Regions from separate parts of the Mus musculus genome. Here all the other regions are linked to region 1. A link is a contact called in public HiChIP or PLAC-seq and promoter capture Hi-C data. All regions are on one chromosome and are shown on one strand. Each heading gives the region's core, a stretch centred on a gene start, on an enhancer-like site or on the middle of the called end of the contact. The rest is flanking DNA. Distances are from core to core; before and after follow the strand shown.

Region 1 (4,164 bases), core at 749-3,248:
TGGGACTCCTGTAACTTGAGGGTAACCTAGGAAGAGGACAGACCTGTGATCAGGAAAGAGAAGTGGTTCTGTGGACACTGCCTCACTAACCAAAGCAACTACATTAGTGCAGGATAGAACATGTCTTTAAGGGTTTTTGGTGTGTGAGCCACTGCCCCATCCCCCACCCCACCTCAGGGCTGTAACCTAAGAACTCAAAAGTACCCTAACTATTGTGGTATTAGAAACAAACTATACATACAGCATCAGTGTACAGCACAAAGACAAACATTGGGAGTAGACAGGATACAGAATAGAAGCCTGCACAATGGCTGGAAGTAGAAGACTGAAATGTACACAAGGGGAACTCTGGTCTTAGAATTTGGCTCCCTTTGGAAACGTGACCCCAAGTGACTTCCAAGCAAAGCACAGTTTGGACTAGGGAAAGCTATAAATATATAATGACTTCAAGTGACTTCCTTTCAGTGATTAAGAATTAGGAAAGACATACCTAACAAAAATAGTCCCCCCGCAAGCGCCAGAAGTTTCCTGAGAAGGATCAACAAGTTCAGAGACTTGGGTCTCAGTCCCAGATGCTCCACTTACCGGGTTATGCAGTACCAGCTCCTTCAGAGTTTGTACATCCTCATTGAAAGTGGCCGACATGAGAAAAGCCTGGTAAATCCGAGGCAAGTGACTGAAAGAAAGAACAGGGCTTGATCAGGCTCCAGCCCACCCATTCCACTCCAGTCCCAAGTCCAGACCCTTGCAGGTCTAGGAGCCACTTCTGTTTCTTCCTTACCAGAGAAGACTCTTGAGTTCATCCTCAAAGCCAAAGGAAAAAAGAAGGTCAGCTTCATCTACCACCAGCAGCTCTAGGGAGTCCCGGAGTTTCAAGGTGTTCTGCTGCAAGTGGCTTAACACTCGGGATGGGGTTCCCACCACCACATCTGGCTTCTCCATCAACACAGCTCTGCAGGTGGCAAGGATTTAGCAGCCAGACCCTCGCCCTGGCAGACCTGCCCAGGCTAGCCACTCACACCACCAAGGGCACACACTTGCAAAGCGTTCTCCCTTTGGAGGCCTGCAGGTTTCACCCACCTCTGAGAAGCTGAGTCTTCTGCAGCTGAGACGTTAGCCACTCGCACATCCCGAGCACAGTAGGCAGCCAGTTGCTGGATCATGGCCTGGGCCTGCCGTGCCAGCTCCTTGGTAGGAACAAGAACAAGGCCTCTCACAGCCTGCTCCATTACAGGACCTGTCTGTAAGAACACCAATTCAAGACCGTTCAAAGTACTGGGTCCGCCCAAACAGTCAGAACCATGTACTGCAACACAACCACCTAGCTGTGTCCTGATAAACTCTTAATTCTGCCCACCTCACAGCACAGGGGGCAGAGCTTTCCCAGGCACTCAAATTTAGAACTTGCTGAAATCACTTAACGTACTACGGAGCTGATGAGTCCCCCTCTAGATAAAAGGTTACTCAAAATTACAACAGGATGGCGGTCGTGGCACCAAGGCCCGGGTTGAGAGCCAAGTAACCTGAACTCCAGCTCAGAGATTAAGCTGCAAATTGACCAAGTTCTCTATGGGCCGCCTAACACTGACACAGGACCTATAGGAGGAACCTTGGCACAGTCGGGCACTTCATTCCCTATTCTTTTGGAGCGTCCTGCCTCATACTCACTGCTCCTCTCGCTACCCACCGCCTTCTTGTGGAGAAGCGACTGAAGCATCGGAATAGCATAAGCTGCGGTCTTCCCGGAGCCTGTGCGGGCGCGGGCCAGGAGGTCCTTCCCCTCCAGCGCCAGAGGAATGGCCTTTTCCTGGATCAACGTAGGTCGCGACCAGCCCAAATCGGTGACAGCCTAAGAAGGAAGAGGACGCAGCTCAAGCGGCGTGGAGTACAGCGGCACACCGGGTAGCAGCTCCACAGCCTACCCCATACCTGCAGGAGCCGGGGATCCAGGCCCATGTGTTCAAAACCCAGCGCTTCTTGGTCCTCCATGGCGTGACTCCACGCTGTCAGTGCGCACGCGTAGGGCGGGACAAACCAACAACTAATCAGCTCTGGAAGGTACGTCACTTCCTGGAAGTACTTTCTCCTGGGTGTCCGACGTTGCTACCAATTTGTGCTGGCTCTGCGCAGGAGCGTTCCGCAATGCTGTCCCTTGAACGCCCTCCGAATTGTGGATGCCTCTTCTCTGGCGCCTCAGCCTTCCCTGACCCACAGAGTGACGTGGGCAGGGCTTTGCTAGGTTATGGTTGGGATCGACCGCGTTTTGGCTAAAGGGAGGCAGCCGCCACTTAGGCACATGCGCAAAGGAATTAGGGTTCTGTGGGTAACCAGAGGCAAATCTCACTGGGCAGAAATCGCGGCACAAGTTGCTAACCTAAGATAAATGTTAAATCAGGCCTTCAGCTACTATGAAGATTTTCACAAATACTGCCAACACGCGGTGCAATCCTTAACAGCTCTTAGAAGAAGAGCCAAGTTGACTCGAACCCTTCCTGGGACCATCTTTCCCAGAAAACGAAAATCAGACTTTGTTACACATGTTAATAAGGCCCATTCTTTGAGAATTCCTTACCAGGGAATGTCCTTAGGACTTTTTCTTCTGTTTTTGTTTTTTTTTTGTTTTTTTTTTTTTGTTTGTTTGTTTGTTTTTTTCAAGACAGGGTTTCTCTGTGTGGCCCTGGCTGTCCTGGAACTCACTCTGTAGACCAGGCTGGCTTCAAACTCAGAAATCCGCCTGCCTCTGCCTCCCAAATGCTGAGATTAAAGGCATGTGCCATCACTGCCTGGGGAAGATTGATTGATTGGTTTTTTTGAGACATGGCCTCATTATGTAGTGGCTGGCCTGGAACTTGGTAGGTAGACCAGACTGGTTTGACTCAGCCTCCCTAGTGCTGGAATTAAAGGCATGCACTACCACCCTTCCTTGGGACCTCTTAAAACACCTAAAGCCAAAAAAGTGTCAGTTGACCTTAGGCCCATTTCTTCTGGGCGCTGTAACTATTGTTAGGGCAATAACAGAAAAGAGATTGGTGGGGACTAAAAACATTTACCAACAGGGTCTTATAGTGACCACCTATTAAGAAAGGGAAAGCCCTCCTGATAACAGGAGGGGCTGAGCTGAAGGAAAAGACCAATAAAAGGGGTCATTAAGTGGGCAACAGGATCAATGTAGAGCACTTCCCTAGCGTGCATGATGCCTTAGAGTCTCAATCAGCAGCAAAGGAGAGGAAAAGGGGGAGACTTAAGGTGGGGCTAGAAGCCTAACTGCAAAACGCTGGACTCTGGCACCTGTGACTGCAGTGAGCTCAAACTGATGATCTAGATCAGTGCTTCTCAACCTTCCCAATGCTGCTACCCTTTAATACAGTTCCTCACGTTGAAGTGACCCCCATCCAGAACATCATTTTTACTATTTCACAACTGTAATTTTGCTACTCTTATGAATCATGATGTAAATGTGTCTTTTCTGCTGGTCTTAGGTGGACCCTGTGAATGGGTTATTTGACCCCTAAAGGGGTCATGGCCTACAAGTTGAGAATGACTGATCTAGACTAACTCCCTACTTTAAAGTTATCTGGTCAGCAATCTTGGCCATGCTGAATGGCATTCACAAGTTTCAGGAGTTAGGATGGAAATACCTTTGAGGCAGTCATTTTCCTACCTACCATATCCCTCACATACACGACTGAATCTGGCCATAACTGAATGCTGCCAGAAATCTGTTTGTTTCCAAGGTGGGGATAGGGGGTGTGGTGGAAAGGAATCAACAGGAAAGAAACTTGCTTGTTCAGAGCTTGGTGCTCCAATGTGTTTATTGTGGACAAACCCATCGATGCCTGGCCTGGCCTTTTCTAGCCTCTCGCTCTCTCAGGTCCAGTCTACTTTGCTGGCTACAATTCTTGAGACATCAGAGCAGAAAAGTTGCCTCATGTTGCCGGGCAGTCGTGGCACACACCTTTAATCCCAGCACTTGGGAGGCAGAGGCAGGCGGATTTCTGAGTTCGAGGCCAGCCTGGTCTACAGAGTGAGTTCCTGGGCTACACAGAGAAACCCTATCTCAAAAAAAAAAAAACAAAACCTCATGTTGATCTACACATCTAAGTCATCCAAAGGACACTTTATTTCTGGGCATCTTACCACACAATAAAACCCCAACACTCGAAG
Region 2 (4,164 bases), core at 568-3,067, 2.4 Mb before region 1:
ACAGTGGAAGGCTGCTTACTGGCTTGCTCTTCATGACTTACTCAACTGGCCTTCTTATACAACCCAACCACCCGCGCAGGTGTGACACTGTCCACAGTGCCCTACATCCTCCCACACCAGTCATTAGGAAACTGCTCCCCAGACACGCCCACAGGCCATCAGCTGTAGACAATTCCCCAAAAGATGTTCCTTCATCCCAGGTAAAACTAGTAGTTTTAAATTGACAAAAACTAGCCAGCACAGTGATTGGTTTGCTGCTCCGACTTCTGTTTGGTTTGTTGTTGTTGATGTTGCTTAGTTTATTTTACTTTTGAAATGATTGGCAAACCACTCTAAAGGAAACCAGGGAAATGACATACGTGCTGGTGAAGTATTTCTGAATACAGATTCCCAAACAAACAATAGCAAAAAGGGAAGAACCACACATGAATTGACTGAAACAGAAATGGCTGTCTGATACACACAGGAACAGAAGGAATACAAATAACAACTTATACTAAACTCAGTCTCTATTGGTTAGCACATCAGAATAAGATCATCATAAAATACATTCATAGTCAGACAAAACAAAAACAAAACAAAAACAAAAAAACAGAAAACACCACCACCACCAAACCCAACAAACAAAAAGATGTATATTTTGTGACAAGGTCTCGTGTATCCAGGCTGGCCTAGAACTCCCTCTTGAACTGAGAGTGACCTTGAATTTCCAATCCTCCTGCCTCCAGCACCTGAGTGCTTGATTACAATCGTGTGCAACCACGTTCAGTTAAGAAGAAAACAAAGCACCTTTAGGGGGATTCTAATAACGTTCTCCAGTTCATTTTCCTATGAGTTAGGAACAACTGTGGTCAGGCTGTGCTTGCTAATACAAAGGAACGAACATTGAAAGCTACCCAGTTCCACTTTTCTGGTTTTTATGCAGGATGACTCAACATACCCAGGTGCGGATGGGAAGACAGAGTCAACGGTCAGGAATTTACACACAAGTCTAAGTCCTATTTTCAACCAAAAAGAGACTAAATATTTAAAGACCCTCTTTACTTAGTGATGCACCAAATTTATCAAGTAATAAATACTGGTCATTTTTGAAACAAATTGTGTTTCCATAATAAATCCTCTGTAGGACTTGTTACATCCTTGGCTGATGCCGGTTGAAGAAGGGGGACAGGATTGGAGTCAAACATTGGGGAACTGAAGGCTTTTCAAGGACGCTGGAGAATGGGAAGGCCTGGAGTTGCCAAGTCGATTGGAGCCTGAGACCAATTGCAGACGTCAAGCCTACACTACGCCAGGGTCAGGATTCATTCGGAAGGCTAGAAACGGGACAGTGCCTTCGGCCCAGAAAACGGGCTTCTGAAGGTCCTACGGGTTGGCCTGAGTCTGAAAAATCCTGCGATCGGAGACATTGCTGCGATCAGAGGAACATCTAAGGGCGGAGGTTGGGGGGGGGACACGGCTGGAACAAAGTGAGTCGGATTCCCTTACGGGGTCCCGGGTCTGACAACTGCTTTGTATACCCGAGCCACACCTGAATAACAACTTGGGGAGTGGGGACCGCGGCCGCAGGAAGTAGATCTGTGGTTGGACGTGGAGGCCAAGATCCGGCTGGCTGTCCAGTCTCTCGCGCCGGAAGTTCGAACCAGAAGCGGTAGTCTCTTCGGTACCTTTCCTGTAATCCGAGCCCAAGTCCCATTTGACTGAAGGCCTTCTGGGCTGTGTAGCGGTCTCTGACTGGCTAGAGAGCGACTCAGGAAAGCTAGCAAGACCTAAAACCATGGTGGAAAGACACGCGGTCGCAGAGCAACTATCTACACTGGAGTGCGTTGCCTGGGAGACAACCGGCAAGCAGACCGCGTGACAGTCTTTAGGCGTTCTTTGTGAGGCTCTGTTGGGCGTGTTGCCTAGGAGACGAAGGGTGAGTGGGCGGGGCGTGCAGGCGGTGGGTGTAGCAATGGTCCTTCTGGCTACTTGGCGCATTTCTGTGAAGACAGGCAGCCCACCCAGCTTTTCCCAAACGCCTGGGAACTGCGTAGTCCTTCGAGGTACAGAATCAGTCGCGGGGTCCCCCTAAGCCCCGAACTGCCCATTGTTCCGCGAGGAGAAGCCGTTGCTACCAAGGTCCGGAATCATGAAGGGCCCTCTCTTTCTTGGAGAGGGTCGTCCGCGGCTCTGCCCTGAAAGATTTCGGGGGCACTGAGGGAAGGAGGTAAGATTGTTTGAGTCTTGTCACCACGTAGAGAGGCCAAGCTTCCTAGGCTTGTTGTGGCACCTTCCACTCATCTACTTGTGGACTCTGTTCCACGTTTATAACCCAGAATTTAACCAGCGCCCCACCTATATTTGCCAACTTTCTCCAGAAAGTGTAATCCACCAGAAATATCAGCCTTCAGAACTTGCTGTCTAATGATGAACAAAACTGGTTTTCCTCGAGTCTCAGGTTTCACGGCTACAAATTAACTAGATGCCAAAAGCCTGGTTGGTTGTAAAATGTAAAAAATGGAGATGACGTTTCTGTTTCCTCTCCTCCCCTCTCCCCCCCCCTCCCCCTCCCCCTCTTGAAACTCTTGAAAGAGTTCCAGTAGTCTGGTCAGGAACACCACATCTTGCTTCAGCTTCCAGGTCTGCTCTACCATGTCCTACTGTCTGTGATCGCTTCTTACTATCTTTGCAACTCTATAACAAATGCCTTTATTTGTCATTCCCACAAGCTTTGCATTTTAACTTTACCTCTGAAGGGACTGAAGAGAGCAGAAACAAAACCAAATGTCACTTGGAAGTCACATTCCTTGGAAGGCAGGAACAGGGAGACAGAACAGTGGAAAAATAACTGATTGGCCTGAGGTTACCTGAATGACTTTTCATTCTGAGAGGATAAGTTAGGCCATGACCTTATGCTAGCTGAAACTGGCCTGCCTGGGAAATCCTGATTTCTCAAAGGTTAATTTTAAGAAAACAGCTTTGTTTCTGTGACAAGGAAAAAATTAAATCAAAACAAACAAACAAAAAACCCTGTAGTTTGTTTCCTCAGCTCTTTGTTGGGGGGCAGGACCCATAAAGCAAGGGCCCCACCTTTCTCTTCTACCTCCTGAATGCTGCAGTTCCAGGTGACCATCACCAAGGCTCTTTTCTACTTGCTCTCAGTTGACTTTGAGGTCATTAATGTTGGAAGTCACACAGCTGAGCAGAGAACATGAGTTTCCACTAGCTGTGCTGTATGTAGATGACACCAGTCATGTGTGCTGAAAACAGCTAGACTTGCTGGCTGGTTATGAGAAGATGGAAAGACTTGGCATATCACTTTCCCTCTTGTCACCTTTAACCTTTGGGTCCAGTTCTACTTAACGTAATCGGAACATATCCACCCTAATGTTCTTTCAGTGGCTTCTACTCCCTCAGCTCCTAACCACCCTCTTTCTCCTGAAACCACCCCAGTAGACCTAAGGCCCGTCCCTTCCATTGTTCACGGTCTCTCTGGCCATGGCTGGCCCCCTTCCTCTGTGTGAAAAGACCCCCAGCACTTGGGCAACAGTTCTGGCTCAGTGATGTGAATGTTGGTGTAATCACTGAGTTCTCTGCTGTGCTTCTCGATTGATGGGTTCTTGCCCTCCAAACTTCCTCCTCCGTCCTGCAGGTTTCAGTGGGCACAGCCTAGCAGAAAGATGCAAGCTTAATACGGCACGGACTGTCGACTTCCACTTTGATGACTTCACCGTGGAGTGCCTTCCCAGTTCAGATCCCCCAGCCTTCGATCAGAGGCCTCTCGCAGATCACCAAGAGCCTGTTTATCAGCAATGGTGTGGCTGCCAACAACAAGCTCCTACTGTCCAGCAATCAGATCACCACAGTCATCAACGTCTCAGTAGAGGTAGCAAACACCTTCTACGAGGATATCCAGTATGTGCAGGTGCCTGTGGTCGATGCGCCCGTCGCACGCCTCTCCAATTTCTTCGATTCCGTTGCCGACCGTATCCATTCGGTGGAGATGCAGAAGGGCCGCACACTGTTGCATTGTGCTGCTGGGGTGAGCCGCTCAGCTGCGCTGTGCCTCGCCTACCTCATGAAGTACCATGCCATGTCCCTTGTAGATGCCCACACTTGGACCAAGTCATGCAGGCCCATCATCCGGCCCAACAGTGGCTTTTGGGAGCAGCTCATCCATTA
Region 3 (4,164 bases), core at 1,182-3,681, 2.4 Mb before region 1:
TTAGACAGCCTGGAGTCTGAATGCCACTCTCAAATCTTGCCTCTGTTGCTTACTGGCACAAGGCCCAGGCTCTGCACGGCTGTCAAGTGGGGATAATAAAGTGTGCTTGCTTCAACGAGAGGCAGTAGGATGCGGTGGAACAAAAGGATTCTCGAGTTATAGAAACATTTCACCAACAACTGTTATTAACTATGCCTCTAAGGCTTAAGTTTGAGGCCGGAACTCACTGAATACTCTCTGAGCCTTGCCTGTAAAGAGGATCACTGCCCCCTCCCCTTTCCCAGGAACATCACGGCCACACCCCCCACCTCCTCAGGTGGAGACCCAGGCACTCACTTTGTTGAACAGACTTGAAGCCTCGCAGACAGGTGGCCACCAGCAAGAAGCCGCAACCAGCTGGAGGTGCCCGGAGCTCTCCAGCCAGACTACATGCAGCCCCTAGGCAGAGCGGGCCCATGGCAGCAAACTGCAGAGGATGGTGTCTTCGGCCAAGCAGCAACGCAGACAAGGCCATTGTGAACAGTGGTGTGGTGGTGGTGGCCAGCTGTGCTAGGTCCAAGGGGACAGTGCTCAGGCCCACGTTGCCGCACGCCATGGAGGTACCGAAGGTGAGGCTGAGCAGCAGCACTCGACGGTGGATGCTGTGCGGCACGGGGCGCTGGGCCCCCCAGTGGCATGCCAGGGCGGCTGCCAGCATGTGCAGTGCTGAAAGCAGCAGGGGCCGTCCGAAGCCATGCACTGTGAAGATCCACTTGTTGAGGCTTGACATGCTGGCTCCCGCCAACAGCCACACCAGTGCTGCCACAACCACTCTCGCCGGAGCAGGCTGCCCAAGGACCTGGGGTTTGTCCGGAGGCCACTTGGGGCGGCCATGCTCCTGGGCACTTCCAGCCACAGCAACTGCTTCGGCTGAGGTCATCATGCCTTCATGGTGCTCCAGTGGGCAGCGGCACATCCGCACCAGTGGGGCTGGGGCAGGAGGCAGGCTTTCCAGGGAGTCGCTGAGCCTGGTCCTGATTCCTCGGACAGGAGAGGGCAACACTTCAGGTGCTAGACTCTGAGCCAGCCGATAATTCTGGTCAGGGAAGAAGGTCGTGGCTGCTAAGATGCCGGACTGGCTGGTGTCCACCCAGGCCTCGTAAGCCCTGGGCACCTCCCGCACCAGGGGAGGCCTTCTCTCTTCTCCGCGCCCTAAGCTCACGCGATGCTTTCACACCGAATCCGTTTGTCTTTTTCCATCTTTGGTCCCCAGACTGTCAGGATGAGGTCACTGACTGACCCCGACCGCCTGCGTGTTTGGTGCTCAGGCCCGGACCAGGTCTGGCAGGGTCGATAATATTCCGAGCGTGGGAACGGAGGTTGCAGCCGTCGCTCCCCTCCCCCAGCCCCCTTTAGCCTTTTACTGGACCGGGAATAGACGCCGATAGGCCGGCGGACGCGGAATCGCGAGCTCGGACTGGCTGCAGCCTCTCAGGATGCTCTGGCTGTTCTGGCTGCCGCTCGGCTCCCGCGGTGGATCTGGCAGCTTCGGGCGCCGGGCTCTAGTCCCTCCCGAGTCCCGCGCGGCTCAGCGCTTCCCGGCCCTGCCCTCTCCGCCGCTACCGAAGCTGCGCTCCACCCGGAAAGTTGGGCTCAGCCCGGGCCCCGCCCACGAGTACCAGCCCCGGAGCCCGGCGGACGTCTAGCCCCTCCCACAGCCTTTGCGCCTCCCGACTTGGCTTGCGCAGCTGCGGCCGCGAATCCCTTAGTGGAGAGTGTGGGTTGTACCAGCCACCAACCGGAATCCGGATTGTCTCCAGCGCCAAGTAGAGCCTTCCTTAAAAAGACCAGTATCCAGTGCTGGAAACCCTGGGCACTCTGCAGAGCCGTCCCCAAGCTGTCTGCCATCGTCGAGAAGCAGGGCGTTGAAGTGAGACATACCACATCACCTGATCCCAGACCACAAAGGTCTCCTTGAGATCTTGGAATTCAACGGAGCTAGACCACGTGGTCCCTTAAGGCTGCCTCATCTTGTTCCCCCTCCATTCCACTCCAGATCTTTTCTCCCCCTCTCAAACCAGGGCGGCGCCCCCTCTGGGGCAGCAGAAGGGGAAATGAATCACCAAAGCTAACCACAGCTCCGGGAAGCAGGGTACAGCGGGCCGGCATCCATCCCGAGCTAGCCGACTTTATGTGCTGCTCCCTAGGCATTCCGAGGTGACTCACAGCTGGGTTTCATGAGGCCCACGGAGCAGAATCCTGGATGGTTCCCGGGTTTCCCACCTGAATTCAGGTTAGGGTAAGCAGCTGAAACCCAGGGACCTGTTCCCAGCCCAACGCGTGAGCAAGAATCAAGGTCCATCCTGGACTCTTTCCGGTAATTGGATTTCTGGGGAAGCTCCCGCTCACCTGCACAGGCCTCACCCGGCTCTGTTGTCAAACAAGTCCTGGATGACAACCTGCCTAGAGAAACAAGATCGCAAAGCGCAACTGTGTAGCCCGGCCCGCAGCGCCCTCTGGTGGTCGTGACTCCGCACTGTTGCAAGCGTTCCTAATCCCTTCCCAAAGAAATTCAGGTGAAAATAAGCCAGTCCCACCTGAGACCTAAATCAGATCTCTGTCCCAGATGAACCAGGAATCTACACTGTCACACTTGCCTCCGATGAGTCTGATACCCGCGGGAACCCGTAGATCTCTGCTGAGTAACCCAAGTTGAAGGGCAGAGAGTGTAGGTAGGAGACTTCCAGGGAAAGGATCAAAATCTGGGGCATTTAGATAGTTTTTCCAAGAAGAGTTATGGGAGGGAAACTGAATGAGCCTCTCCCCTCCCCCCTCCAACACACACACACACACACACACACACACACACACACACATTTTTTAAGAAGAGGAATCTGGGCTTTCAGTGAACTATATTCCTCTGGGATTTTTAATCCATTATCCACTAAGCTTCTTTGAATTAAAAAGCATTTCTTCCTATTTAAATTTTTTGTTTATTATTAGTGGTGTGAATGTCTGTATGGGAATGCTGAGATTACAAGCAGGTGCCTCTGCCCACTTCTGTGCCCATTTTAAAAAGATTTATGTGCATTGGTGTTTAGCCTGTCTGTCTATCTGTAACTATGCATGGATGTCTGTGAGGGCATCAGATCCCCTGAAACTGGAGTTACAGACAGTTGTGAGCTGCCATGTGAGTGCTGGGAATTAACCTGGATTTTGTGGAAGAGCAGCCAGTTCTCCTACTGCTGAGCCATCTCTCCAGCTCCTTGAACAATTTTTTTGTTAGATATTTTATATGGATGAGTGATTTGCCTGCATGTGAGTGTGCGCACCATGTGCATGGCCGGTGCCTGCAGAGCCAAAAGGGCATCAGATCTCCTGCATCTGAAGTTACTAGTGGCTGTGAACTACTATGTGGGTGCTAAAGACCAAATTTAGGTCCTCTGCAAGGGCAGTAAGTGCTTTAAAAAAAAAAAAAAGACTTATTTTATGTATATGCATACACCACTGTAGCTATCTTCAGAAACATCAGAAGAAGACATCGGATCCCATTACAGATGGTTGTGAGCCACCATGTGGTTACTGGGAATTGAACTCAAGAGCAGTCAGTGCTCTTAACTGCTGAGCCATCTCTCCAGCCCAGTAAATGCTTTTAACCACTGAGCATCTCTCTAGCCTCAGAAACCCATTTTAACCTGTCTCAACATCAGACTGTATTTTACTGTGGATCCAGAGCCAGGAGGCCCGGATTCAAGGAGGATATCACTGGGGTAGAGGGCTCATTCACGTTCCTTAGGGTCTACTCAAGATCTCAGAGCAGCCTATGCCTCCCACAGCACCCCTCAAATTTGAGCCCTACTGTATGAGGGGCCCACCTCCCTGCGAAGCCAGGGGTGCAGGAAACACTTCTGAGGGAGGCTGGGAAGCAAAAAAAGAACCTCTCCCTAGTGACTGTGCTGCAGAGAGAGGTATGGTCTGTTTTTCTTCGGGCTTCAAGCCTGACTGGGTCATTTCTATATTTGGGCTCAAGTGTCCTGTATGTGACCTATGAGGAGACCACAGTGACAAACACACTATAGACCAGAGCACCACCCCACAGCTCTGAGTCAGAAACCAGGCTGGAGAAGAGCTGCTGACATAGGTGACACAGCCTGAAGCCCCATCTTAAGAAAGAGATAAAGATCC
Region 4 (4,164 bases), core at 821-3,320, 2.3 Mb before region 1:
CTCCAGCTGCTCCGAACAACAGAATCTCAATTCATGATAGAAAATAACCCTGATAGAGTCTAAATTTCCTCCTAACCCTTCACGAGCCAGGCCTCTATTGTCTGTCCTGTTCTTCACACTCTAAGCTCCTCAGGGACTTCTCACTGAGCTCCAGACAGGAAATGCCTTTTCTAGCCCGACATTCCGAAGTCCTTCCACAATCCTCCCCAAACACAGCTAACCCCATTCCTCGTACCAACCAGCCTTAGGGTTTCTGTGTCTGCAATGAAACATGAAACACCATAACCAAAGAGCAGACTGAGGAGAAAAGCATTTGTTTGGCTTACACTTCCATGTTGCTGTCCGTTATTGAAGAAAGTCAGGACAGAACTCAAACAAGGCTGCATCCTCAGGGCAGAGCTAATGTAAAAGCCATGGTGGGTTGCTGCTTAGTAGCTTGCTTTACAAGGTTTGCTCAACCTGCTTTCTTAAAGAACCCAGGACTACCAGCCCAGGGATGACAACACCCATTGTGGGCTGGATCCTCCCCATTGATCACTGAGAAAATGCCTTAGATCTGGATCTCTTTCCCCACCCCTTCACTCCCATTTTTTTCCGAGACAGAGTTTCTCTGTGTAGCCCTGGCTGTCCTCGAACTCAGAAATCCATCTGCCTCTGCCTCCCGAGTGCTGGGATTGAAGGTGTGCACCACCACGAACAGCTTAGAGCTGGATCTCATGGAGGTGTTTCCTCGACTGAGAGGCTCCTTTGATGACTAGCTTGTGTTGACCCAAAACAAGCCAGTACAGGTGGAAGGTGAGCGTGAGGTCTAAGGGCAGCAATAGCCTAGTTTTCCATCCAAGTGAGGTCACTGCTGGTATCTCAGCTTGTGACCTTTGTGGACCTGTCCCCTCACTCCAGGTACCTCTGATGATGGTCCTTACCTGGAACTGTCCATGTATCATGACAGGGTCAGGGTTCTGATCATTCAGTCCTTCCCAGGACATCTTTCCCATAGCCATTCCCCAGAGGCGGTGATACCCTAAACAGGGTAGGCTGGACTTTGCCCTCCCTGAATCTAAGGACCTGATAGCCTGACAGACCTGTTTTGTATTGGCCCCATATGTGGACTTTGTGCTGCCATGGCTGCACCTCAACTGAAGAGGAAGGCAAGAGTTTTGCAGGCTTTGGCTTGTGGACCCCAAGGTCCCCCAAACTGGTGGCTTCACTGTATATGTGGGATGGGGGGAGGGGGCTCTATCTGATGCCATGTTCTGGCATGGCAGTTTCAAGAGGCAGGAACAAAGGGTTAGGAGTTTCAAAGTCATAACCTATAGCCTGGGAGGTGACTCAGGGCCCACAAGGACAAAGAGCAGCAAGCCCATTAGATATGGAAGAATGCCTGGCAGCCAGGCTGATGTGGAATTTTCCCCATTCCACGGTTGCCTAGAAATGTCGGGGGTAGTGGGACTCTGACGTGGCCCATGTGCCACCCGATGGCCAGCTGGTTCTGCAGTGCCCACAGCTGGGGTTAATTCCAAATTAGTTCCCATCCTTGGTTTTCCTTTAGGATGAAGGACAGTCTGAACTCAAACAGGCCCCTACTTACTTGCCCAGACCTCTAGAGGAGGTATCCTCAAGAGGAAAGTTAGCTGAACCATGTAAGTGACTCGGCCCAGGGATCCTGGCGCTTCTTCACCTGTTTTTCTTGGATACCACAAATGTGTTCCTGGCTCATCAGAGGGAGCTAGGAAGACCTATGTTCCACTGGATTCTGAGGAGCTCCAGTGCTGTCCATAAAAGGCTGGCAACTAGTCCTGCCCCCTTTCTCCAGAGCCCAGGCTCCCTTCCCCAACACTACCACCAAGCCCCAGGCACCCTCTATTCCCTTCTGGGCTGGCAGTAGGACAATGGACCCCTTGGCCCATCGGAGACAAATAGTCCTTGTTAGGCCGGAGGCGGGGGCGCAATATTGCGCCCCAGGGAGCTGAATACAGCTTCTGTGCCTCTTGGGCAGGCGGCGCAGGGGAGAGGACGGGAAGGGGGTGGGGGGGGGGAGGGGGCCGTGGCGCCCATTGGCTCTGGCGTCAGGGGCCGGGCCAGGCTGCTGGCCTCACCTGGCGAGTGTTGAGAGCGGGGTGCGGCAGCCGCTGCGGCGGCGGGGCGGGGGCATGGACCAGGCCTGCCAGCGCGCCGGGTCCCGGCGAGTGCGCCCCGCCGCCCAGTGAGCGCCACGGCGGCGGCGGGGGCCGGGGCCGACCCCTGCCACCCGGAGCCCAAGGAGAACAGGGCAAAGGTATGTCGGGAGGTCTTGTACTCACGCTGGCTGTGCCCTGCCTCAGCCTACTTCCTGAACATCTTGCCTACTGGATCGATGGATCGTGTTTGCCCAGCAAGGGATATAGAAATGCTGCAGAGCTGCTTCACCAACACTGTATCCTGCAGGCTCTGGCTGATTGCTTGCCCTGCTCTGGGTGCCCCTCCTCCCCTGACCCCCGGAGTCCCTAAAAATGGGGTGGGTGGGGCTCCAGAAGGTTAGCTGTTGTGCTGTGAGTTCGTTAATAATTAATCCTCTTGGACATTGTGGCCTGGGCCCTAGTGGAGAAGGAGGCAGGAATCTCCCCGCTCCTTACCTGCGTTCCCAGAAGAGGCGGCTGTCACAGTACAAACCGGGGAGAGGGGGGCCTTGGGCAATGACAGACTCTTGTGCTTGGGGAAGGCCTCTCATATGTGTGCCCCTAAGGAGGTGAGTCCAGGAGACAAGGACAGACTTGTCTAGTTAGGACAGGAAAGATCCTATATGCAACAACTACACGGTTCCGGAGCCATGGACCAGTGCTCCATAAGGGGGTCTCAGGTTGGTCTGTTCCCTTAGTGAGAGGCCAACATGAGCCTTCTCTTTTTAACCCCCCCCCGCCCCGCCCCTTCCTGAGCTGGTTGTGATGACAGGCACACATCTGGCTGCAGGGACTGACACCTGACACCAGAGGTTACTGGGCTGAGGGTGAGGATGCCCTGGAAATCTTCAGGAGGAAAGGGGTGTGGAGGGAGAGCCGATCAGAACTCAATCTCTTCCTCTCTGGAGGGGGTGAGCTGATCTGCACTGTGCCTTCAGGCTTCCTTGCTACTTATCTAGAGGGAAGATACTGAGGCTCAAGGAGTCAGTGACTTGCTGAAGGTCACACCGTTGGGAAATGGCTGAGTTCACTGCAAACCACAGTGTGCGTTTTTGTTTGTTTTGTTTTGTTTTGTTTTGTTTTGTTTTTTGGTCCCTGTCTCAGGATCCCAGCCCTACCCAGAAGTCCTCTTGCCCAAACTGGAGGAAAGATGCCTTCCTGGGCATCTCTTTTGCTTCCTGGGTTCTGTGCTGAGTTCTCATAAATCTGTCACTCACAGTGCCTCTCACTGGGCTCCAAGGAAGAACAAACAAGCACTTGCAGGAAAGCAGTGACTCACAGGACAATGGCAATGGGGGACTCTAGGCCCCCTCAGTGGCTTGGGGCAAGCTTCTTGCTTTGGTTTGACTCCATGAAATGTGAATGACTAGAGAAGACACAGCGGGATGGAGCAGAAGTACCCCAAAGGTTACCAGACTGGAGACCTGGAGTCATCAGGTGAGATCTCTCTCCAGGGCAGGGAGGTTAGGCCCACAGTCAGACCCTTTCTGTGACACTCCCATCTTGCCCTGGGTGTGGATAGGGAGGTTAGGCCCACAGTCTTTCTGTGGGCACTCTGTCAATTTTACTGGGTGTGGGCAGGGAGGTTAGGCCCACAGTCTTTCTGTGGGCACTCTGTCAATTTTACTGGGTGTGGAATGCGAGTTGAGGCAAGTTGTGTATAAATCATGGGAACATAGGTCATTGAAGTCTATTGATCTAAAAGGACCTAAGTTGTCCATGAACATAACCAGATCCACTGCCCGGGCCAAGCACCGAGCTAAGGACTGCACACTTCTCACTTTTGGATCTTCCCAGAGAGACTGAGAGAGCATAGCTGTACCTTTAAGTGTTAGGATACAAACAGTTTCTTGCCAGTGATCACCCTGTTTCCGGACTTGGGAGCAGGATTGTATTAAGGGCATCCTGCAATGGACAGTGGGTGTGCTTGCTTAGCCAGAGCGTTGTGCGTGGCATGTGCAGTGCGTCCATAAACCTTGTCTACCATGCCGTGTGGTTGCACAGTCAA
Region 5 (4,164 bases), core at 1,002-3,501, 2.1 Mb before region 1:
ACCCAGAGACTCGCATCTTCTTCCTGCCTGCAGCTCACCCAGCAAGTCCCTTCACCTGTCTGAGCTTCCGTGTCTGTATCCTGTAGAAGGGCTGGGGCCTGGGGGGATTGCCAGCTGTCTTTCTGTCCCAGCCTGCCAGGGATTCCAGAGGACATCCTTCTATTGTCCAGAACACACCCCTGTCCCAGCCCCTCTTCCCTCACCTCGGAGCCATCGAAGGAGGAAGTAGTCATCTGGATTGGGCAGGGTGGGCAGCACGTCCTGAACATTTTCTCGGAACTATAGGGAGAGACAGCTGGGTGAGTGGGCGGGCCCATCTCCCTCTGCCCAGAGCACTCCTCCATCGGGGCCTTTGCCAGAGCCCTCCTTTACAACGATTGTAGACACTGGCTGTGTTGCAAGGGGAGCTGGGTAGGAGAGGAGGGCACAGAAAGGGAAGAGGACACTGCCCTGCCTCACTTATGAGCATATCTCCCTGCTAATCTGATGGGCAAGTGGGTGTGTTCCCAGCCAACAGTGAGAGATAGCAGGCACTCTGGCCATGCCACAGCAAACGCTGTCTGTATGCCAAGCACCTGTCATGTGTACAGCACTGGTCTTGGCACTCTCCCAGAGTCTTACATCTCTCCCAGAGCCCCTAGAGGTGTCGCTGTCCCCATTTTACAGATGGAGAGATGAAAGACAAAGAGGCTCAGCAACACTTCCAACATCTGGATGCAGATGTGAGTCCAGATCCAGGCTCTTTCCTCTGCAGCCTTCCTGCCGCCTTGGTAAAGGAATGGGGAACAAAGGAAAGGAAGCTGGTAGTCTCAAATGACTTTGTTCAAAAATGATAGTGGAGCTAGTTTGAAAGACTACAAAAGAAGCCAAGGGAGGGGGGTGGACAACCATGATGGAGCAGACAGCTCCTGCAGGTGGCCACAAAAGGGAAACATACTAGGAAAGCCACCAAGGGAGGTGGACAGTGACCCAGGATAGCCACCCCTATCCCTGATCTCTCACTACCCAGTAGTAAACAGGCAGCCCCAAGCCTCCTACAACAGCAGAGACCTTTATCTGGTTACTGACCTGTAGGACACCTCCAGAGAGGACCAATGAGGACTGGCCACCTCTGCCCTTTGCCTTAGGTCAGCTAGGTCTAATCAGACCCTCCCATCCCCCAAAAGCAGCTCCCAGAGTTAGGACAATGGTCATCTAAACAACAAGCAGAAGGCCACCCTTCACCAAGGACCTCACCTAGCCCCTGGCTTAATCCCCACCAAACCTATGCCCAACAGACTTAGCCTGCACGTCAGCAGCAAACCTGGCATGGGAAAAAAGTCACACACAGCAGCCACATCTGCTGCCACACTCTGGAATAAATAAGAAACTGCACAACTGGGAACACTGGGGCTGGACCCCATCAATTCTGATCCCGTGCAACTGAGGAGATAAAGTCTTTTGGCCAGAAGTGCCAGCTCCCGAACTTGAATGGAGTAGATAAGTCCCTGTCTGCCCAGGTGCCAAGGCAAAGCCTGGTCAGGTCCTTTCCTTTTGAGTGGCATCACTAAGTTCAGGCAAGGGTCTGGGTTGCCAGGGTGGGGAGAGCTCTTCTCTCCGAAAGGATTCCAACCTAGTGAATCCCGGACATCTTAGACTTCACACACAAGAGGTGCCCGACAGACAACTCCTCTAATTTCATCGAAGAGCACAGCACACAGGACAGGGTTTGGCCCAAGGTCGCACAGTGACTTAGTGCCTTGAAAGAGCTAGGGGGAGTTTGCCAAGGAACTGTCAGGGACCCTTCCATATGCCACTGCCCCAAAAGAGAAAAACCTCCCGGAAATGGGAGGAAACCTGGGGCCCTGCCCCTGTCCCACGGCCCTGCTACCAGTCCCTGCCAGCCCGGAGGATGAATGTTGCCTTTGTGCCCTCAGCTGCCTCCCAAGGCTTCCAAGCAACCACTTCTTCCCAAGGGGGCACCTCTGGGGCTGCTCATGCTGAAGATCGCGATGACCAAACTTCCCGAGGTCCTCACCCTGAAGGAGAAGCGGTCCGCTGGGCACTAGCCAAGCGGGGGCGATCAGTCGCCCGCCCGCGAGGACAGTCCCTTACAGCCGCTTTTCAGCCAGGAGCGAGGGCCACAGACAGACCAAGAGCAAGCTCACCTTGGCCAGTGCCTCCTCCTGTTTGGGGCTCAGGTCACCGACTCTGCCGCTCATCGTGGCTCAGCCTTGGGGCGCGGTGCCTGCGGCAGCTGATGGAGCTCCGACTCGTTTGCCGCCGCCGCAGCCGCTGGAGTAAAGTCCCAGTCTTTGGCCGAGGCCCCGGGGCTGGCGGCCAAGACCCGCCTCTTAAAGGAGCCCGAGGGGCGGGGCGAGACGCGCAGAGGCCCTGGATTGGAGCCAGAATGCTTGCTCATACACCTGAGGAGCTACTTGGGTCTGGATCCTCATCCTAACCAAGAGGAAGCTGGAAAGCTCTAGCAAACGACGTCTTCTAAGGTGCGACTCCACAAGGCTGGACCGGGCTGCTCTCATAGCTTTCCTTACCCCAAAATGTTGACAGCTCTCTGGTGCCCACTGAAAAGGGATGCCCCTTAAGCGTCTTTCTGCCTGTAGGAACTGTGGTGTTCACTCTGCCATCTGCTTATGGTCACTACTACCAGCTCTGCTTGGGAGTGAGAGTTGACCCCCAGGGTTGCCGATGTAACTCAGTGGCAGAAGGCTTGCCACTGAGTTACGCGCACGACCTTAAGTCGGATTCCCAGCACTGCATGGTCATAGTGGCACATTCCAACACATACCTGAGATCCCAGCATTGGAGAAGCAGAAGTTCTGATCACCCTTAGCTTATTTATTGGGCTTGAGGCAAGCCCAGAATACAAACAAATAAACCAAATGGAGTGGACAGCCTTTTCCCTCTACCTGCAGAGCAGGCATGGTAAAGACCATGGCATCTAGCTGAAGAGAAAGGAAGACCAGCCTCCCCACTAAGACCCAGGTCTCTGCGTCTGATCTTCCCTGCTCTCTGGGAGCCACACCTGAAGCTCTCACATCTCAGTTGGCATGCTCTGCTTCCTCTGTGGAAGTGAGGAGGCTCAGGTTTGAGGGCCCGTGTCCCACGGGTGTCTACGGGGTCCTTTGCCTCACTGCACTGTTGCTTCTTCTCTAACCGAGGGTGATCATGGGCAGGAGGCTAATGGAAGTTAATGTACACAATTCTCAGGTTTGACTTCTTGTGGCCACCTCCTTGCTGTCCATTGCTGGCTGCCTAGCCAGATCTTGGCCGTAGGCTAGACAGAGAGGAAACCACACTGGAAGCCAGAGCCCACAGCAGCCCTGCTGTGCTTATCTGCTTCCCAGCTCTGGCCAAGAGCCTGCGGACTCCCCGCTAGTGACAAGTTTGACTAGTGAGTGGGTGGACTCTGACAGCTGTAGCCTAGCAGCCTCTTGTCCAGCCTATACCATCAGACTGCCTCCCGCCCCCCAGTTACTACTTCTGGCTCACACAATAGAGTTCATAGCCTTCTCCTGCTAGAGCCCTCGCCACTTTGATCTTACTTCCATGGTGATACCTGGTCACAGGGCCAGGGCCATTTTGTCTTCCTACTGTATGCCAAGCAGGAGGCATTGTTCTGGAACCCAGGAATATTTAGACACCACCTTTTGGTCCCAAACTTACTAAAGAGAACACAAGAGCAAGGCAGATGGCCAAGAAGAAGACAATCCTCAACTTCTTTCGGCACAGTAGCCTGAGCTAAGTTCTGGTGGCAGGTGCAAAGTGTAGCTACAGTCAGAGATGTGGAGGCAGCAGAGTGACCAGGGTGGGGCAGGACACGTGGTGCCTAAAACCTTGGTGCGACCTTCCTTAGGAACATTGACCTTCTAGACCGTGAGACCCACGGGACACACTGCCTTGCTTCAGTTATCAGAGTCCTACAAACCCTGCATCCTGCTCCTATAAACATGGATGGAGCATGGTGGAACACATATGTAATACAGCACTCAGGGCTAAGGTAGGAAGGCCAGCCTGGGCTCAAAGAATGACAAGTATTGGAGGGGAAAGCAGGGGGGACAGAAGGGGAGGGTCTTGACGCTCTGTGCTGGGGGTGGTCTGGAAGGAAAGTGAAGTCAGCCCCATCTCACAAAGCTCATGTGGCCTCGCCTAACAGCACAGCGGCAG
Region 6 (4,164 bases), core at 1,237-3,736, 2.1 Mb before region 1:
CTTTTGCCTTAGTGTGCTATTTTTCACTTTATCGTGGGCACATTATTTATTTTTAAATACTATTTATTTATTAATACTTTTTGTCCAATAGGGTTCCTATAGCTGTGATAAACACCATGACCAAAAGCAACTGGGGAGGAAAGGGTTTACATGGCTCTCACTTCCACATCATAGTCCCTCACTGAAGGAAGTCAGTGCAGGGATCTGGAGGCAGGAGCTGATGAGGAGGCTATGGAGGGATGCTGCTTACTGGCTTGCTGGCTTGCTCCACATGGCTTGCACAGCCTGCTTTCTTAGAGAACCAAGAACCCTGAGGTAGCACCACCCACAATGGACTGGGCTCTCCCCTGTCAATAAAGAATGAAGAAAATGCCCTACAGCCTGATCTTATGGAGGCATTTTTGGGAGTGGGGGTTAAGATGGGGTTTCTCTGCATAGCCCTGGATGCCCTGGATGTCCTAGAACTCACTCTGTAGACCAGGCTGGCCTTGAACTCAGAGATCCAGCCGCCTCTACCTCCTGAGTGCTGGGATTAGGGTGTGGGCCACCATTGCTTGGCTTGGAGGCATTTTCTTAACTGAGGTTCTCTCCTCTCATATGACTCCAGCTTGTGTCAGGTTGATATAAAACTGCCCAGCACATTTTTATATCTAGTTCTGCATGCAAGGAGATCGCATGTATCATGGCACATGTGTGGAAATGTACGTCAAAATATGGATGTGAGTGGGGGAATGTCAAGTCATGGGTGAAGGCCAAAGGACACTGCAGGAGTTGGCTCTCTTCTTCTGTCATATGAGTCCCAGGGATAAAACACAGGCCCTCAGGTCACCAGGCTTTACCCACTGAGACATCCTACCAACCCTATTTTCTATGTAAGAACTTTTTTCATTTTTATTTTATTCTATGAGTGTTGGCCTGCTGCACAGGCATGAAGTGTACCATACACATGCAGTAGCCTACAATGGCCAGAAGAGGGCGACAGATCCTCTGAGACTCTCAAGCAATTGTGAACTCGCAGTCCATGTGGGTGCTGGGAATTAAACCCAGATCTTCTGAAAGAGCAGCCAGTGCTCTAATTACTGATCCATCTCTCCAGTTGCTACACACGTCATTTAACATCTTTTTTTTTTTTTAAAGAGGGTCTCACTGTATAATAGGCTGGTCTCAAACTCCTGCTTTACCCTCCCAAGTGCTGGGATTACAGGCATGCCCATCATAATGTAGTTTTTCTGTCATTAAAAACAAACAAGCCGGGTGTGGTGGCGCACACCTTTAATCCCAGCACTTGGGGGGCAGAGGCAGGAAAATTTCTGAGTCGGAGGTCAGCCTGGTCTACAAAGTGAGCTCCAGGACAGCCAGGGCTACACAGAGAAACTCTGTCTTGAAAAAACAAAAAAACAAAAACAAAAACAAACAAACAAAAAAAACAAGACCAAAAAAACAAACAAACAGCTCTCAAGCACTTGAAATCATCAAAATCGTGTTCTCTATTAAAATGTTAAAGTTGTATTTGAGTCTTTAATTCACATGGTTTTCCTTATGCACGGTGCAGTAGGGGTCCAATTTCACGTCTTTTCCCGGTGGTACCTAACTTTGTTGTGATTTAGCAAAGAGCAAGCCATAGCACCTCCTCCCAGGTCCCCAAGTGCAATACCTCCTCTGACAACCAATTTTACATATGTGCTGACTGATTTTATGTCAATTCCCTGTTTGCAGGCCAGCCGAGCTTCTTCTCTACATCTCTGTCTCCTTCTGGGAATATTTTAGTCATTGCATCCTGGTGGCTAACCAGGTTTCTATTTTCTGTAGATTTTAATATTTTATTACAAAGTGGGAGGGGGTGTTGCAGCTCATTAGCTCTTTGCCCTTTTATCAGGGTACAATTTGTAAAAGGCTCAGGTTTCAGATTGAGCCAGCTACCAGCAACCACAAACCTCTGGGCTGAAGGACAAATTTTCGGACAAAAGCGGAACCTTCTCATTCCAGTAAGCACTGGCGATCATGTTAGAAGCAAGGCAGTGCAGGTTTAGATCAAGTCCATTTTACAGGCGAGGACAGCCCAGTGCTCCGTGCCACTATGGCTCTGCCTGGTTTGTACAGCTTCGTGTGCCCAGCCCTCCTCCCTGCTCCTTTAAAACCATGGCCTCAGTCTCCCCATCTGCTTTCTGTGATTCTCTGCAGCCTGCTCGCTGATCCCATGAAAGAACACTGACCCAGAGGAGGATGAGACATAGCCTTGACAACACCGTAGGTCAATCAGCCCAGACCCTTATACCTCCCTCGCCCCTACATTTCTCCAATCCTGAGACAACCGCACCTATCTCCACTGACAGACAACTTGGTGAGCTCTCCAAGGCTCTAAGGTATTTGCTCCATCGCAGCTCCTCAGGCCTCCTACATTAGGTTTCTCAGGAGCCACCAGGAGGCGCTCTCGCTGTCAAGCACCAACTCAGCCCCCCCCTCCCCGCACCGCCCCCTCCGGCTGCGGCCCCGCCCCTCCCGGTGCCGAGCCCCGCCCTGTCCGGCGCGGCCTGGCTCACTCTGTTCTCCCGGTCCCCGGGACCTTAGACTACGGCCTCGCCACCTCTCCGGTCGGATCATGGGCTCTGCCGATCGCCCCGCGCTGAGGTCGCCTTCGTTGCCGCCCCCTCCCCCATCGCCGCCGTCGCCGCTGCTGCTACTGCTGCCTCTGCTGCCTTTGTGGCTGGGCCTGATGGGCCCGGGAGCGGCGGCGGACGGCAGCGAGCCGGCGACCGGGGAGGGACGGGGCGGAGCCCGCTCAGTGCGAGTGGATGTGAAACTGCCGCGGCAGGACGCCTTGGTTTTGGAGGGCGTCAGAATCGGTCCGGAAGACGGTCCGGAACCTCTGCTGGGTGGCCGCCTGCTGCTGGTGAGCTCAGCCCCGCCTAAACTTGCCATGACCCTCGGATAGACCCCGCTGTCTTCATCCAGAAGCTAGCCCTTGACAGCCCAGAATGCTACTACTTCCCAGCCTTCAGGAGTTGGCAAACCTGACAGCCACATGCCCCTTCCACACTCATTCCCGTACCCGTACCCTGACCTTGCGTGCTTTGTGGCAGACCCGGGCTGCCTCTTCTATTCCCCTTGCCTCCTTCTTTTCATGGCTCCTCGTTACACAGATGGATGTCGTGGATGCTGAGCAAGAGATACCCGTAGATGGCTGGATTGCAGTGGCATATGTGGGCAAAGAGCAGGTCGCCCAGTTCCACCAAGAGAATCAAGGCAGTAGCCAGAAGGCATATCCCAAGGCTCTGGTCCAGCAGGTGCAAAGGGTGTTTGAGGGAAGGGGAGAAAGAAAATGCATTCGAAACATCTGCTAGAGCCAGGCTAACAGGTGGCCTATGAGGAGCCTTTCCAGAGAAGCCCTGGGCCCGAGTGGGTCAGCAAACACCAGTATGGAGCATCAAAGCAGTGTGATGGGGAGGAGGTGGAGAGACTTGCTGGGGAAAGTGGACCTGCTCTGGTGATAGGAGCTGGCAAGGGTGGAGAGCTGCTTTGCTAGGACTAGGGCCAATGAAAAGAATTTTGGATCCTACAGAATGAAAGGAGCATAAGTTTCTCACACACATGATAATGTACAAATTTCTTAAAATCAAGAATATTCTTTATGTAACTATGGTGTAGGAAAGTTAGCATCTATAAAATGTTGTGATCTATGTTCCATAACTAAATATTGCCTTAGTCCACAACCATCGTGTGTTGCCTTTGGCTGTCATTATCTCTTCGGCCTCCAAAACCATCCCTTAGCTTTGGCTTGACTTCAGGGAGCTTATAGCTAGTCTATCCAGATGTCGGGCTCCTGAGAGCTGGGGCCGTGGGTAAGGCAGGTGTGTGACAGCCTCCCACCTTCCGTCTTCCCTTGCAGATGCGTCGAGCCCTTTTCCTGGGAGCCTCTGCCCTGCTTCTCCTCATCTTAAACCACAGTGTGGTCCGAGAGGTAACCTGGCTTGGACTGTGAGGGTGAGCAGGTGAGGGGACAGGGGCCGGAAGCCTGCTGACCCTGCCTGTCTCCTGCAGCTGGATGTATCCCAGCTTCTGCTGAGGCCAGTGATTGTTCTCCATTACTCCTCCAATGTCACCAAGCTGTTGGAGGCCCTTCTGCAGTGAGTTCCGTTTGTTCTGGGTGGTCTGATGCCTGAGTGC
Region 7 (4,164 bases), core at 523-3,022, 2.1 Mb before region 1:
CCAAAGAAACTCCTATTCGGTAAAGGTCATTTCCAGTCCTCCCTCACTCTCTGGTAACCATTATTCTTTGTACCTACAGATTTGCTGCTTCTAGATATTCCAGTATCTATGATTATTAATGATTTTGTGTGTTCAGTTTTTGTTTGTTTCTTTGTTTAAGACAGGGTCTTGTCTTGCTTACCCTTTCTTTTTTGCTTTCAAGATATATCTACATTGCATACTTATTAGTGCTTTATTCTTTTCATGGCTGAATTATGTCCATTGTATGGACATACCACATTTATACACTCTTAATTGGTGAAAGTCATTTGAATATTTTTTCTTTTTCTTTTCTTTTTCTCTCTATTTGACCAGGTAGCATTATTTTCATTTTTCTTCGGTAGAATTTCCTAGGAGGAGGATGCAATGTTTGCACAACTCTGTACGGATGCTAAAGAACCATGGGACTGTACCTTTTTTTTTTTTTTTTTTTTTCGAGACAGGGTTTCTCTGTGTAGTCCTGGCTGCCCTGGAACTCACTTTGTAGACCAGGCTGGCCTCAAACTCAGAAATCTGCCTGCCTCTGCCTCCCGAGTGCTGGGATAAAAACCACCACGCCCAGCTTTGTACTTTTTTTTTTTTTTTTTTTTTTGAGATAGGATTTTTATTTGTAGCCCAGTCAGTCTGTCCGGAACTTGTAAACTGTTTTAGCCTACAGAGTACAGGCATCTGTTATCATGCCTAATTTATCTTTAATTTTTATGTATTTGTGCATGTGTAGGTGTGTCGGTGGGGTGATGGAATTTAAATATAGGAAGTATGTATATACCTTAAATAGATGGAAGTGGTGGTATGCTAACCATATTTCAATAAAACTATTGGGGAGTCAGGCAGGATAGCCCACATCTGTAATCCCAGCACTTGGGAGACAGGGAGGGCCCTAGACTACATAGTAAAGTCAAAGCCACTTTGGAGACCCTATCTCAAAGAAAAACAATACAAATCAACCCTCACCAGAAAGGTGTTGGGAAGAAAAAGGTAGAGCTTAGGTCTGATATATATATATGTGTGTGTGTGTGTGTGTGTGTGTGTGTGTGTATGTGTATATATATATATATATATATATATATATATATATAATTTGGTTTTGGGTTTTGGTTTTTCGAGACAGTGTTTCTCTGTGTAGCCCTGGCTGTCCTGGAACTAACTCTGCAGACCAGGCTGGCCTCGAACTCAGAAATTCGCCTGCCTCTGCCTCCCAAGTGCTGAGATTAAATTAAAGGCGTGAGCCATCTTGCCCGGCTGTTCTGTATTATTCTTATAGGGTCTCCCACGAGCTAATTTGCATCCCCCTAAGCAGAACAGCCAGGTGGTTCAGATCCCTAAGCCCACTTGCGTCTCATCACTGTTCTTGAAAATGACCTGGCGAAGTAGCGCTACCCACGACCCTGTTTCCCATGGAGGCAGAGACCTTAGGACCTCTAGGGAAGCCCTAGACCTTCTGCCAGAGAGCAGCAGCAGGTGACACACCAGCTCCGGGCCAACCCGGAAAAGCCAGACGAGCTAGTCCAGGTGAGTTTTTGTGATTGGCAGCCAGGGAAGGCGGGCCCTTGGTGACGGTTGTCCCGCCCCCTCACGTCGGTCCACTTGGCGCCAGGCTGGAGGAGGGGCGAGGCTCGGGACCCTCGGCACCCATTGGGCGCGTGGTGGGAGCTCCCTGGGTATCCGCCCCCAGCTTTGTGGCAGCCAATGGGCACAGTGCGTGGGAGGGGCGTCGGCAGCGTCGGCGGAGGCCGGGCGGCTCAGGCGGCTGAGGTGGCCGCTGGCGCTCTGGTGGCGGGCGCGGCCGATATGGCGAAAAGCAGCAGAGAGAATGGGCCGCGCGAGCCCGCAGCAGGCGGGAGCCTGTCTGGGACCCGGGAAAGCCTGGCCCAGGGCCCCGACGCCGCCACCGCCGACGAGCTGAGCTCGCTCGGCTCCGACTCGGAGGCCAACGGCTTCGCCGAGCGCCGCATCGACAAGTTCGGATTCATCGTGGGTTCGCAGGGCGCCGAGGGCGCGTGAGTAGCTCTGGGGTCTGGGCCGGGCGCGGGACCAGCACAGGCGTGGGCCTGACCCACCAACGTGTCTCCACTGTCCCAACCCCACAGATACGCCGCAAGCGGCAGCCTACTTTCTACCTACGAACAGAAAGGCCATTCCCTTCCTCCTGGTCTTCCCCAAACCGACTGATCCATACCCTCCAAGGAGAGTATCCCCGATGGGGGTTTCCCATCTCCAGCTCATAATCTCGCAGGTTACTCTGGCCTTAAAGCTTTGCCACCCCCTGACACGCGCACAGATGGCTGCCCCATACTTTGCCCACAGCTATTCTCCATCTCCCCCTACCCCACAGAATCCTTGTCTCGCCACCTCAGTATCGGCACCCCAGGAAATCTTAAGACTTCAGGACTCCGAGCTATTCCAGGTCGCGCTAACCCTTACCTCCAGACACATATCTCAGAAGGATTGACACTGGCCAGCCCCCTCCCAGAGGGTCCCATCTTGACTCCCAGTTTCTTTTCATCATGGAAAGGTCTCTCCTCATTACACACCCTCTGCCAAAAGGCAGCTTTGTCCATTGTCACAGGCAACAGGTGGGCCGACACTCCTTCCCAGTAGTTATAGGGCACCTCAACTCTAGGACTCCCCTGTCAGCTTCATCACAGGGGAGCCAGCCAGTAGACTCCCAGGCTGCCGTGTTTATGTCCTTCCTTCCCAAATCCAGATCTAGGACTGGAGAAGGAGGGAGACAGCACCCCACCCTTGAGCTACCAGGTACCCAGCTTTCCATTAGAGAAAGCTGAGGCAGGAGTAACACCTTCCCTCCAAGCTGAGCATGTTGGGCTACAGATTTGTACACAGCAGAACCCCTAGAAGCCCGCCCTCCCAGAGACTGCGGATGCGATCTGGTGGTCTCTTCAGGAAGATGGCCTCTAGATCCTGCTTTCATTCCACTTGTCTTGTGATAGGAGACTAGCGCCATACCCAGAACTGACAAGCCTCCCTGTCATAGTGTACCTCCCAGTTTATAGAGCCTCACAGGCACCATGGAAGCCCTACGCCAGTATATATTCTCCCTCTCCTCTGACTGATTGTGACTGCCCAGGATGTCCCCAGCTGTTCTTGGGACTTACAGAAGTGCTTGATTATCTTAAGAACCCACTCCATGAAGCTGTCCCATATAAATGTCACTTCCACCATATCACCCTCCCTCCCCAAGAGTCTCTTATTCACGAGGCCTCCTCCTCCTTAGAAGGAGAAAATTTTAAATCCAGGCCTCTGACCTATGTTTCCTCCCACCCACTGGATCTGTCTCTTCCAACCTTTCTTTCTTGCTCACATTAGACTAAGCCTGGTCCAGTTCAGAACCAGGAGAAGCCCTCATTCTCACCTTTCACCCTGTATGAGCTTGTGGGAACCTAGAGAGAGGGTTTAGGCTGTGTTTCAGTTGGGGCAAGATCATCAGGGACCCTTCCTGGGCCCTTCCTCAGGGATCAGGGGCCCAGGAAGGGTGAGGTCTTGAGGGGGTGGGAAAGGAATTCTCAGTTTTATCTGTGGGGTCTTGGACGTAACAGTCACGTTTGCTGGTAAATTCTAAAGCATGAGAACTCTTCTGTGGTTATTGGATTTTTACCCAGATTTCAGGGTGCAGGGCGATATGATAGAGTGAGGAAGGGCCAGATTTAGGGATCCTACCTGCTGGCTGTGTGACCTTGGGTAGATCTTGAGTCCCTAGCCTGTTTAGTCAAGGGAAAAAGTAGTGTGTATACCCATTGCTGCTGAGGAACATGAAACCGGATATATGGAAGCATCCCGCACCATGCCTGGCACAGGAATAGCCCAAGAAATCGCTTTCTTTCTCCTTCTAAGGGTCTGAGAAATGAAGAGAAAAATTAGGGCGTACCTCTGGTATTTGTGGGAAGAGACGCAATGGGAGCACCTCCCTTTGGCTCTCATCCCAAAAATCTCAGCCTGCTGTTCATCTTCTCCACCTTCCAATAGCACACTTAGGATACAACCCCACAGGTGCCCTCCACGTCTCTGATGTCTGTTAGGCCAAGTCTGAAGTGAGACCCTAGATCTGTTTCTGTCTCCCTGCCTCGTTTCCTTCAGCTTGTCCATTAGCAAAATCTCTGGTATCAG

Evidence for each region. Promoter capture Hi-C pulls out the DNA fragments that hold promoters and counts their contacts. HiChIP or PLAC-seq counts read pairs in DNA pulled down with a chosen protein or histone mark. Capture Hi-C pulls out chosen DNA fragments and counts their contacts.
Region 2: a promoter capture Hi-C map of adipose tissue shows a contact between it and region 1, with 6 times the contacts expected there. The contact joins the promoter of 4921536K21Rik here to the promoter of Ddx56 in region 1. A contact is called at or near these places in 1 of 39 promoter capture datasets (embryonic stem cells), 1 of 115 datasets of contacts at active chromatin or transcription factors (astrocytes) and 1 of 9 other capture datasets (adipose tissue).
Region 3: a contact with region 1 is called in a promoter capture Hi-C map of adipose tissue, with 8 times the contacts expected there. The contact joins the promoter of Slc35e4 here to the promoter of Ddx56 in region 1. A contact is called at or near these places in 1 of 39 promoter capture datasets (liver), 1 of 115 datasets of contacts at active chromatin or transcription factors (astrocytes) and 2 of 9 other capture datasets (adipose tissue and liver).
Region 4: a contact with region 1 is called in an H3K27ac HiChIP or PLAC-seq map of embryonic stem cells, with 6 times the contacts expected there. The contact joins the promoter of Gal3st1 here to the promoter of Ddx56 in region 1. A contact is called at or near these places in 2 of 39 promoter capture datasets (both in liver), 1 of 115 datasets of contacts at active chromatin or transcription factors (embryonic stem cells) and 1 of 9 other capture datasets (adipose tissue).
Region 5: a contact with region 1 is called in an H3K27ac HiChIP or PLAC-seq map of hepatocytes, with 36 times the contacts expected there. The contact joins the promoter of Sec14l2 here to the promoter of Ddx56 in region 1. A contact is called at or near these places in 1 of 39 promoter capture datasets (liver) and 2 of 115 datasets of contacts at active chromatin or transcription factors (astrocytes and hepatocytes).
Region 6: an H3K27ac HiChIP or PLAC-seq map of double positive thymocytes shows a contact between it and region 1, with 17 times the contacts expected there. The contact joins the promoter of Rnf215 here to the promoter of Ddx56 in region 1. A contact is called at or near these places in 1 of 39 promoter capture datasets (liver) and 1 of 115 datasets of contacts at active chromatin or transcription factors (double positive thymocytes).
Region 7: a promoter capture Hi-C map of liver shows a contact between it and region 1, with 5 times the contacts expected there. The contact joins the promoter of Tbc1d10a here to the promoter of Ddx56 in region 1. A contact is called at or near these places in 3 of 39 promoter capture datasets (cranial neural crest, liver and pre-B cells), 1 of 115 datasets of contacts at active chromatin or transcription factors (embryonic stem cells) and 1 of 9 other capture datasets (liver).

Annotation. Positions count from the first base shown.
Region 1 is chr11:6,265,731-6,269,894 of GRCm38.p6, forward strand. It overlaps Ddx56 (DEAD box helicase 56), which reads right to left and starts at 1,999. Exons shown (of 14, transcript NM_026538.3): 1 at 1,930-1,999; 2 at 1,688-1,849; 3 at 1,081-1,241; 4 at 782-952; 5 at 586-676; 6 at 1-26. The coding sequence starts at 1,989.
Region 2 is chr11:3,893,309-3,897,472 of GRCm38.p6, forward strand. It overlaps 4921536K21Rik (RIKEN cDNA 4921536K21 gene), which reads right to left and starts at 1,818. Exons shown (of 3, transcript NM_026150.3): 1 at 1,532-1,818. The coding sequence starts at 1,779. It overlaps Dusp18 (dual specificity phosphatase 18), which reads left to right and starts at 1,932. Exons shown (of 2, transcript NM_173745.5): 1 at 1,932-2,209; 2 at 3,635-4,164. The coding sequence starts at 3,704.
Region 3 is chr11:3,912,233-3,916,396 of GRCm38.p6, forward strand. Slc35e4 (solute carrier family 35, member E4) reads right to left here and starts at 2,432. Exons shown (of 2, transcript NM_153142.3): 1 at 337-2,432. The coding sequence starts at 955.
Region 4 is chr11:3,981,566-3,985,729 of GRCm38.p6, forward strand. Gal3st1 (galactose-3-O-sulfotransferase 1) reads left to right here and starts at 2,071. Exons shown (of 4, transcript NM_016922.3): 1 at 2,071-2,275; 2 at 3,376-3,593. Gm46265 (a long non-coding RNA gene) reads left to right here and starts at 3,600. Exons shown (of 2, transcript XR_001780153.1): 1 at 3,600-3,682; 2 at 3,742-4,164.
Region 5 is chr11:4,116,478-4,120,641 of GRCm38.p6, forward strand. Sec14l2 (SEC14-like lipid binding 2) reads right to left here and starts at 2,252. Exons shown (of 12, transcript NM_144520.2): 1 at 2,148-2,252; 2 at 204-279. The coding sequence starts at 2,201. Gm51934 (a long non-coding RNA gene) reads left to right here and starts at 1,872. Exons shown (of 3, transcript XR_003949841.1): 1 at 1,872-2,483.
Region 6 is chr11:4,132,674-4,136,837 of GRCm38.p6, forward strand. Rnf215 (ring finger protein 215) reads left to right here and starts at 2,487. Exons shown (of 9, transcript NM_027859.3): 1 at 2,487-2,890; 2 at 3,141-3,284; 3 at 3,887-3,958; 4 at 4,039-4,124. The coding sequence starts at 2,600.
Region 7 is chr11:4,185,061-4,189,224 of GRCm38.p6, forward strand. It overlaps Tbc1d10a (TBC1 domain family, member 10a), which reads left to right and starts at 1,773. Exons shown (of 9, transcript NM_134023.1): 1 at 1,773-2,039. The coding sequence starts at 1,831.